2 separate regions of the Mus musculus genome follow, and region 2 is linked to region 1. Evidence: chromatin contacts called from public promoter capture Hi-C data. All regions are on one chromosome and are shown on one strand. The core of a region is the stretch at or near the end of the contact, and the rest is flanking DNA. Distances in the headings are between cores, read along the strand shown. Region 1 holds the start of Capza2 (capping protein (actin filament) muscle Z-line, alpha 2). Region 2 holds the start of Asb15 (ankyrin repeat and SOCS box-containing 15).

The links. Promoter capture Hi-C pulls out the DNA fragments that hold promoters and counts their contacts.
Region 2: a contact with region 1 is called in a promoter capture Hi-C map of pre-B cells. The contact joins the promoter of Asb15 here to the promoter of Capza2 in region 1. A contact is called at or near these places in 1 of 39 promoter capture datasets (pre-B cells) and 1 of 484 Hi-C or Micro-C datasets (CD4 T cells).

Annotation. Positions count from the first base shown.
Region 1 is chr6:17,635,226-17,640,353 of GRCm38.p6, forward strand. Capza2 (capping protein (actin filament) muscle Z-line, alpha 2) reads left to right here and starts at 1,785. Exons shown (of 10, transcript NM_007604.3): 1 at 1,785-1,935. The coding sequence starts at 1,897.
Region 2 is chr6:24,526,077-24,531,724 of GRCm38.p6, forward strand. Asb15 (ankyrin repeat and SOCS box-containing 15) reads left to right here and starts at 2,068. Exons shown (of 10, transcript NM_080847.3): 1 at 2,068-2,193. It overlaps Ndufa5 (NADH:ubiquinone oxidoreductase subunit A5), which reads right to left and starts at 1,614. Exons shown (of 5, transcript NM_026614.3): 1 at 1,450-1,614; 2 at 1,197-1,241. The coding sequence starts at 1,470.

The DNA.
Region 1 (5,128 bases), core at 535-3,034:
GAGGCTTCTAAAGGGTAGTGCTGCCAGTAAGTTAGCTATGCAACATTCACCAAGAACCCACTGTGTAAGACATAAAATGCTAAGTAAATAGGAGCAACCTTGGTGGGGAAACCCTGAGTCCCAGATACTGTTGAAGAAGGTGCTGTGAACTGGATTGCTGGCATGCCAGAGAAGGCACCTCCATTAAGTTTTATTCTGTGGAGAAAGGGAGAAAGTTCTGACAGTGGAAAGAATGTGGGATGTTGAACAAAATGCCTAGGATTCAGTCGTATTCGAGCTATGTAGCATTGGATAAATTCCTGAGCTTTGGTTTGGACGAACAGTAATACTTACACTTACAATGGCAGGGAGCAATAAATAAAGCAAGGATTTAGGAACTATAAAAGAGGGAACTGATATTGACTTGTAGCTCCTGAGGGGTTTGGTCAGACACTGTTCTTTGTTAACTTGCATGCTGTCTCCACGGGTTTGTCTTCAACTGGACACTTTCAGTTCCCGCACATGTCAGCTTCCTCTTCCTGCTCTCTGCAAACGAACACTTTAGTAAGTCACTTAATGATAGTGTTCTTGGACCCAGATAGCTATTTGAGCTCTTTAGGGTCCTCTTACCTGTCATTTACACACAGCTGTCAGATTGACACCGCTGAGCATGTTCGGTTCATGTCGTGACACTGTCCAAATGCCCTCAAGAGCTTCTCACTTTCTAATTATTGAAGTCTTAACTACTAACTAAACTCTTAGTCCTTGGTAAAAACAAAGTGTGGTTTTCAGACGAGTAGCACTCCTCCTTCCTGGGAGCTTGTAAGAAATATAGATTCTCTGGTTTGCTCAGGCCTGCTGAACTAGCAACTCAATTTTATCAACATTTCCAGCTGCTTCCTGTGTCAGCTTTGACTTCAACCTTCCACCCCCCCCCCTTTTCTTTAACTTGAAGCTTCAGTAGTAGAGTTGCCAGATTTAGCAAATAAAAGTAGGAGACATCCAGTAAAATTTGAAAATAATAAATAATGGTTTTAGAATGCTTTAAATCCTTCATGGGACATTTACCTTAAAAATTGGTTGTATGAAATTGAAATTTCTACTGGATGACCTGTAAGTAGTTTGGACAGCCAGTTCATGAGGGTACAGATCCAAGGCTAACTTAACTTTTTTTTCTTTTTTTTTTACTTTCCAGGAGTACAATGCCTTCCCTAACTCAATGTCTAATTAATAGAGGTGAGCTTAAGAGCATTTTCTTTGGGATTTTTGTTTGTTTGGGTTTTTAAATCTACATTTCTTATTCCTAAGAACTAGCAAAATAGTCTTCCTATCATAAAAGACCAATAAATGTTTTTCGGATGAATAAATGAATATATCAAAAGTAATCTTTCAATTATGGACTGGATTGTGTGTGCCTATTTCAATTAAAACAGTATTTTTCCTAATACTTAAAAATGTTTTAAATTGGTACAGCTTTTCACATTTTAGCTGGCAGCGTTCAGGACTTGGTGGGAACAAAGTCATGGGCTCAGAATGTACTCATCGCCAACCGGGTCCATATGGTCATCGTTGACTAGAGAAGGCACCAGACAGAGCAGGATGACAGAAGATAACCATAGCAATCCCACTTTGGAGGCGCTGCGCACGCGCACAGCGGCGCTCAGGCCGGCGCTCAGGGGGAGGGAGGCGGAGCTCCGGGGGCGCGTGCGCGGCGGCCTAGGCTGAGGAGGCGGAGCTCCCAGGCGTGTGCGCAGTGGCTCGGCTCCCGGGAGGCGGAGCTCCGGGGCGCGTGCGCGGCGGCCTGGGCGGCGGGGCCCCTCCCTTGGCGGGGGCGCGCGGCGCGGAAGACCGCTCGGAAAGGGGGAAGTCAGGTGGCCGCTGCTGCCACCAGCGCCACGGTCTGTCGCCAGAAGGAAGATGGCGGATCTGGAGGAGCAGTTGTCCGATGAGGAGAAGGTAGGTGCCGCGGCGGTGAGGAGCCGGGCGGGCGGGAGGGCGGGAGAGGTGAGTGCCGAGGCGCGAGGGCCGGAGTCTGACCCCGGGCGGGCTCCGGTGGTGGGCCGCACGCCTGCGCTTCCCGAGCGGGGTGCTGCCCGGGCTCCCCGAGGCCGGGCCCCTCCGCTCCTTGTAGGGTGTGTGCTCCGAAAATAGGAAGCGGAGCCCGGCGGCCGCGGGCGGGAGCGGGGGCGGCGGGACCCGGCCCTGGGGGTCCGGGCTCGGGAGCGGCCGACGGCGGAGCGGCGCCGCCTGGCCTGGGGCTTTCGCCGTGAGGCGGGCGGGCGGGGAAGACGGCATAGCCGACCCTCACTTTTTCCTGCAGTTTCTCCTCCCCAACGCGAAGTGCTTCCTGGTTCCCCAGGGTGTTTCCTTCCCTCCGGAGGTCGCCGTCTCCACATCCCGCCCCTTCCCCCCCACCCCCCGCCATCTATTTCTTTTATTAATATTGTCATTACCTTTTTTTTTTTTTTAATTGCTGCTCCCATGTTCCCCGGAAGGCAGTATTGTTCACAAAGACACCCCTCCCTCCCATAGTTATTTTCTGCCCAACTTGGCTGCTTCCCCCTCTTGGGGCAGATTTGGTGACATCCCATCTTCCTGATAGGACCAACTCTGAAGAGGGCGAGCGGGTGCAACTCCTTTTACTGTGTGTTAAATGCTGTGACAGCATTAGGACCAAATGCACGACTCAAGTTCTCACATTTGTGATACGAAATCTGATCATTGAACTAAGGCTCTTGCCCATTTTCTTTGGCGACTGAGGAGACCGCGTACCAAGGGGCAAGTAGTGTGAGGGGGAACGCCATACGTTTTGAGTATTTTCTGGAAAAGACCGGGACGTTTTTTTCAAACTTAGACTTAACTGACATATGAGTGTGCTGCCCTTTGGAAATGTCTGATCTTAGCTTGTTTTTAAGTTCCAAATGAAGTACACCCATGTGGGAAACAGAACTCAGTTCTAGTAGGGTGTTAGAGAAACACTAAGGATATTTTCAGTTGGGACCCTCTCCTTTTATACTGCACCAGAATTAGTGTTCTCTTTCTCTTTGGTTGTTCAGAACTCAGCCTCTTTTATGGTTTTGGAAGTGTTCTGGCTTTCTCGTTTGTGCCCTTGGATGAAATGGTGATAACTTAACAAAATGGGGACAAGCATACCTTACTTTAATTCACAGAATTAGACCCTAAGTCGCTAAAAGTTGCTGTACAGTGTTTACATTTGTAGCATTGAATAGTTTAAAGCTATTTATTGAAAATATACCAGCGCATTACAAGAAAAATAGCGTTTCAGATTCAAAGTTCTTGAAGCGATTTTTTTCATGTTTTGTGTACTTTCATATAATTATTAGGAGGAGCTCAATTGGCTTGGAAGATAGTGAGAAGAGAATTGTTAGGGTGGGAATTAATGTAGATTTGCCATGTTGTTGGAAAGGCCCGGAAATTTCAAAATAAAATGAGAAGATTCCTTGACACCCAGTGTGCTGAGTTTTACAGAGTAGTGTATGAGTTCACCTGCTGGCATAACGTTGGAAACAAATTAATGAGAATTTTAAGCTTAGATTTAGCATCTTTTTGTGACATAGGTAGGAATATTCTGTAGTAACTTCACATACAGATTTTTATAACAGTATTTTCTAATTTAAGAGATCAGTGGTTAAACTTTCTAGTGAAATTTAAATAACCAGTAAATGGAAAACAATATTTTGTCACTTTTATTTCCCAGTAGACTTGTACTGTTTTAGGAAGGTGTTCCATATAGATCAGAAATGGATTTAATTGTGATATTTTAGGACCAGTTCTTAAATCATGCTTCTCTATTTTATTTCCTTGCTTGTGATTTTTCAGGAGTAAGTTTTAAATACTTTTTACATTTCAGTTTTGCAGGTCTAAAGAAGGGGAGGTACTACAATGTATAATAGTGTAGTTTATATGTATTTATCATGTAAGAAAAATGTTCTATTTTCTTTTTTAACTTAAGTTTGAGGTAGATAGTTTTATTATCCTTTACCTGTAAGTAAATTAAGGTTTTAAAGGCCTTATATAGGAGGGAAATGGCAGAGGTGAAATTTAAACCTAAGTTTATCAGAATTCAAGGTTTGCTTGTATACTTAATGCCATTATGTTCCCTTGAAGTTGATTATAGGACTATCCTGGGGTTATATATTGGTTTTCAATTTGCTTATTTTTAAAAAGAAAGCAATGGTTCTTTATAGTATCAGGTTCTAAGTTTGTTTTTTATACTTAGTGAAAAGGCTAACTGGTAACCTTGTGTTTTCACCATTTTTAACTAGTTTATTTTTATGTAATGTGAACATTGTGTGCTACTGCTATATAGTTTCTTACTGCCCCTGTGGAATGAGGCATTTTAGAAATTAATCATAGCTGGGTGTGGCAGAGCAGATTTGTAATCTAAGTACTGAGGAAACTGGGACTGGAGGATCTCTAGTTCTGAGGCCACCTTACAGAAAGTAACAACAAAAAGAGATTAGCTGGGTGTTGGTGCATACCTGTAATCCCCAGTACCCTGGAGGCTGGTCAGGAGGAACGTGTTTCAGCTTAGCTTGGTCTTCTGAGTTCTTTTGAGACAGGGAGACCCTGTCTCAAAAACAAACAAAAGGGGGAAAGTATCTAGGACACTAGACTGAATGTACTGTGATTTTTATGGCTTAGTTTCTTTTGGCCACAGTGTTAATAAGGAAGTAAAGTTAGCTGAAGAAACAATGAATGAAGTCCCTTAAAGGCATTAACTTGCCCTATGACCCTGTAAATTTTACATATAGAAACTCCAAGCCAAAAAGAGTTTTATGTTTTTCTTTCTAAGGTCATTTGAATTCTATAGTAAAGCATTTTAGTGAATTTGAAACTGTATAAACTTGTCGTGTAGAGTTCAAAGAGAACGGTTCTGAAACGCTCCTGAAGGAGGACCGTAATTGTTGATAGTCAGTTTTCCTCCTTGGACCTCCCGTCTCCCCCAGTGAACACACTTCTGTGCTCTTGGGAGCCTGGAACTGCTTGTGGGTGTGAGGATGACCTTGGACTTTTGATCTTCCAATTTCTACCTTAGTGCTGGGGCTTCAAGCATACACTCTGTCTTGCTGAGTTTAACGTTAGGGGTGAAGCCTGGACTTTGTGTGCTTGTCGAATCTTCCAAGTA
Region 2 (5,648 bases), core at 818-3,317, 6.9 Mb after region 1:
CAAGTGAGGTGTGGGGTCATGCAAGCAATCCAGGACCATTTCAAATGAGACATCCCAGCTGGCTATGCTAACCCTTACCTAGCTGCCTGACACAAGTGAAGATGTCAACTAAGAGCATGTGTGTAATACATACATACACACACATGACTATAAAAGGTCAGTACTTGATATGGAAATATAAACGTTAACTGTTGTCTGTACCCCATGAGAGCCAACCTAAACCTAAAACCTGTCTAAGAGCTAGGTCTTCAATACTACAACATGGGGAAATGAAGGAACAACTGGAAAAGGCAAATAATTAGGGGGAAAGAAACAATAAACAATAAAACAAACAAACAAAAATCCCAAACTAAGAAACTTCGAAGCTCTGACATCCAGTAAACAAAGTACTTAATGCAGATTATCAAGAGTGTCAAAAATGCTTCACTTGGGTCAATGTGAGGGCACAGAGGGCAAAGGTGCCTGCCAACAGCCCCGTGACCTGAAAGATCCCCAGGATCTACAAGGTGCAAGGAGAGAGCCAACTTCAGAAAGTTGTTTTCTGACGGACAAACACTGGCATGCACACAAATAAATAAACGTAAGGATATTTTCAATGCCACTTTCGGTACAATTACGAGAAATGTGAACTGACTAGCAAATTTAGCATCACTGGTAACTCCTTAAAAAAAAAAAGTTTGGGCCTCGCTTAAGTGTACTCAAGGAGTAAGAGACAGTGAGCACTGACAACGCTTTCGAGTTATGTGTGTAGACGGGAAGGAAAGAAATGGTGCAATTGCTGAAAGGGGGGATAAATCACAGTGGTTTTGTTTAGGTTTGTTTGGTCTTGGTTGTTGTTTATGTTTCCCCAATGGATACCGAAGGAGGCAACCATGAGGACGACAGGGTCAGCCAGTGTGCGAAAGGCAAGGCAGAAATGTCGGTAGGGAAAGGATGGAAAATGAAAATGCGACTCTGAAGGGAGCTGAGAATACTCCACACCACTGACGCTAAGAGAATGCCGTGAAGAAACGCGTCTTAATTAAGAGGTCACGGCGAAGGCAAAAGGAGGCATTGCAAAAAGGATGCCACGGGGTCAGCGAAGCTCAGCGCTGCCCCGGAGGCCAGAGCTCACGGGGGTCTCGTTAATCTTGCAAGGGCAAGTTCGGTCGATCACAGTCTTGCTTGAGAAGGACGACACAAAAAGTCGCACTTACCTCGTGTGGAGTGTCGCACACCGCCAACCCCACCAGGCCAGTTGTCTGTGCAGAGACAAAACAGGACCGTGATGTTTACCGTAATCCCCTGGTTAGCCGACCCTCCCGACACAACTACGCACCCTGTCGCCCCCTGCCAGGACAGCGGAACACTCCCCCAACCCCTCCTCTTAGCGTCTCTGCCCACCGATGAGGGAGACGCGGCTGCCTACGGTCCCCATTCGCAGCATCACGGTGACCTCCACACGCTCACCTTTTTCAGCAAGCCCGCCATGACAGCGTCCAGCGCCTCCAGCGCACAGCCCTCTGGGAACCTTTCCCAAGCCCGCTCAATCGAGCGTCGATGCTGCCCCTGAGTCACCTAAGAACACTCTTGGCTCCAACCGCTCGGGCTGGGTAGGGGCAGCTCCCGCCCACCTAGGAGAGGTAGATTTGCGCCTGCGCAGCTCACACAAGCGGCTCCACGCAGGGCTTTGGTGTAGTAGAGACCGACTGACGTCTCTGAGTACTAAAGGTTAAGAAAAGCGCTACGCTACGGAAAAACTTGCAACGTAGTCACTGCAGGGACTTTGATTTTGCTCAGCCTTCGACTGCTATTTTACCCGGACTTCCTCAGGTTATGGAAATGAGGGTGGAAGCAGGCCTGAGCACCATGAAGAATGCTTTCCCTCCACGTGTGTGAATGCATACTCATAAGTGGAAATTATAAAGTGGAATTAACCATCTGATGCATCCGTTTTCTCTTGAGGAGACTGATGAATGAAAGGTTATGAAGTCGTAGTCTTTGTTCCAGTGGGTGTTTATGAGGTCATAGTCCCTGTTCTCTGTCCCTCCAGATCCCAAGAACATCTGTCATTGTTGAGTGTGTTCTAGAATGTGGAATCATGGCTTTATAAAAGATGCATGTGTTCTTTGTAACTTTGGATTCAAGCGTCTGCATGGCAGTATTTGCTAAAGACATCGAGAGTAGACAGACTTGACTGATCCAGGCTATGAGGTACTACAAAACGGATTGCTTCCATGCGGTACAAAAATAAGTAGATTTCTGAACCAACCTGTTGTAGAGGGCCACACTGAATGAAAGCTTGCTAGTGGTATTCTAAGCTAGAGACAGTAGAATTCGCTATAAAGGGACACATCCCGTGGCATCTGTGATATCAGAAGGGGATCTAGGAATGCATTAACAAACATTGCAAGAATAGAATGTTCTGGGTTCGCAGGTGGTAGAAGTGCACTGTATGGCCGACCCAGAGGAGTAAATGTCCCAGTTCTAGGAAAGGCGGATTTTAGGAAAGTTTGAAAATGCCAGAGAGGAGTTTGAGGCAGGAGAACTAGAGCCAAGCTCTCGACCTACTACATCTTACAGAATTTGCTCTTCAGGCCCTCTAACCTCCAACCTGAGCTGGAGCCTGTGGTTCTGCTTCTCAGTGGTTAGAGGCTTTATCGTGAGAGGTTCCATCTTAACAAAATTAGGTAGTTAATGAAATCCAGGGTTCTGATTCAACAGAGGAAAACAAAACAACAACAAAAACAAACAAACAAACAAAACTAGGAGAAACAACTGAAAGAGAGTGTCTTGGTGCCCAGGTAATGGTGAGGACATTTGCCCGAAGGGACATAACTTATCATTCCTGGCTTGTACCAGAAGTGATAACAATGCCAAACCAGACAGTTTACACCCCTCTCCAAAACCTAACTAGGCCTGTTTGAGTCATTAAGTTAACCACTTGGAGATTTTCTCTCATACCATTTGTTCAGAAAGAGGTTCAACAAAATTAATGAGTAAAATTGTCCAGTGTGACCATTTTCAAAAGGAATGAGCAGGGCACAGCCTGTCTCTGAGAGGGTGGTATTTATGTGGAAATGTGAGACCGAGTAAAGAACTGTTGTTACACAGAACCAGCTAAAGGATGCTGCATCCTGAAGGAACAGTCAGTGTAAGCATCCATGCTTCACTGAAGAATGATACTCCAGACTCTAATAGTATATAAGCACAAGGTGTTTTATTCTGCAGAAGTCCAGCATGTTGGAATCGCCCATTACCAAGATAGAGAGACAAGCAAGTGTACTCACAGGCCTGATTTAAAGCACATTAGGGCATTCTGGGGTAGATGACCCTTATCTTACTCCATCTCTAGGGACATTCCTTTACTATCTTGGGGGCTGGAAGCTGTTGCTGAGGAAGTAGCTGAGGAGGTCTGGGAACTGCTGCTGACCTCATTGTCCTTGCCTCAGGCCAGGTGGCAGGACAGTTTCTGAGGCCTGGACTTGCTTGGAATTGCCCAGTTCTTGGAAACAAAGATTTAGGCCTAGTCTCCTTAACTGCCACTCTGAAGCCTGACATGAGATCAGCCTAGCCTTCTCATCAGAACAGAGTCCTGTTCCCTGGACAGTTTCAAGGCCAAAATCACTTAACCAGAGCATCTCGTGGATAAATGAAAAACCTTCAACTGTCAGATCGCTCTGACTAAACTGCATTCTCCCACCTTTCACTCTAGCCAAGCCTACTTCTTTGGAAATTTTCCACTAAGGAAAAAAAAGAAAGAAACAATAACAAAAATGTTATGTTTACTAACAGCACTGGTCAAGACATTTAAAGAGCAGTACAATGGGGTAACAAAACAGTGTGGTGCCTGCTTTCAGAGGTGACAGGGAAATGAAGATGATCTGGGTTAACCACTGGGGCTAAGAAACATCAGAACCTCCCTAATTCTTCCTAAAATTATATATAAGCTTTTACAATGGTACAGGGTGGAATTCTCATACTAATCCACATGTTTTGAAAGCCTGGGTAAATAGTGTAATCATATTCTCCCCCACTACCTCAAAATGTCATAGTGAACATAGCTTTGGGGTCTAAGAGCTTCCTTGCTTGTAGTATACAATATTAAATAAAACAGAATATATAACGTATAATGAAGAAAGAAATAATCTTAGGAGTCTTTATATTTAAACAACTTGTCCTTTCTCTGCTACATATAATCCTGTGATACAAATATAGTTGAAGCATCTCAAATGCTGCCTCTTCCGGGTCCAGTTAATCCATGAGCCATACAGCTTTTTGACCAGCAGGTGGTGACAAAAGTTAATGACAATCTTCCATCACTTAGATAATGGAGGATTTTGCTGGTTGTTTTTTGTTTGGGGTGTGTGTGTGTGTGTGTGTGTGTGTGTGTGTGTGTGTGTGTGTTCTTTTACATGTTTTGGCACAGTCTTTGTGATGAAATATTGTCCGTACAGCATAAAAGAGTCTGGCCCAGAATATCTCAGCATCGTGTAGGTGGTGGGGGAAGAAAGTCCGTTTCAAAGTATCAGGGACTCAAAGCCCACGTGGCATTCAAACAATCATAGCTAATAGCAGTCAGTAACTAAAGAAGACTCGATCTTGTGACTTTGTATGTAACTTAAGTGTGTCCCATCACATGCATTTTTAATACAGACTGTGAGACTGACTTACGGGGCTGGAGAAATAAGGTGTTAAAGGAGTCAGTGCGTTGTCAGAACCTAGAATGAGAACGGGCTGGAGAAAGGTGCATATATTACAGTGTAATCCTGCTGAGCAAGAGGTATGGCAGGAATGTTCACAGCAGCTCGACACCAAAGGATGGGGAGGAAGGAAATTAAGTGGACTATACATCATATCTTAAGAGCATAGCTGTTTTTGTTGGCTGTGGGGAGCTGGCCAAGAGACTCTTAGGGAAACTGGGAGGGAAGCAAACCAAACAAAACTGTTTCTTGTAACTTCCCAGTTACAAGACCAAGGATGCAGCAGGGAGTATGGCCTGGAGAAAAAGACTTAAGTGATTTAGACAACTAGAAAGATGCAGCAAATAATGTATCTGTGAGGGACAATGCGTTCTGATGGGGCATGGTTAAATCTTGGCCAGCTCCTAGGTGCTTCCCTTTTTCACACCGTGTGATTCCTCCTGGTGGTTTTCATTCCCTCCTTTCACAACAGGCTGCTGGGCATGCTGTCATTCTTGGACCCGTGTGAGCCCTCCGGGCTTGCTTCTGCTTAGTAATCGTGTCCCCTCTTACAGACTGTTTAAGAGAGGACCAGGCAAAGCTGAATATAATTGGAACCTGCCTCCGACTCTCCTCACTCTGGCAGATGTGCTTTGTGCTTACACGTCTCTCCCTGTCCCTTGAGGTTTGAAATTAGTTTTAGCATGTTTACATCTTACTAATTTAACCGAACAGCAAAAAGCTGTCATTGCTTTGCTTGGGGGGCAGGGGGGAGGGGTAGGGAGGGGTAAAAGGGAAGGAAATTACAAACTTAGCCATATGATTCCAACTGAATTTTATTCAATAGTCACTTTTATAAATCTCTGATGATATTACAAACAAATGAAAGTTTTATTTTGAAGATGCATGAAAAATAAAACAAATCTATTTCCAATGATTCTTAATTCAGTGCTCAGTCTCTTTACTCATTCAGTCTCTCCCAGAATG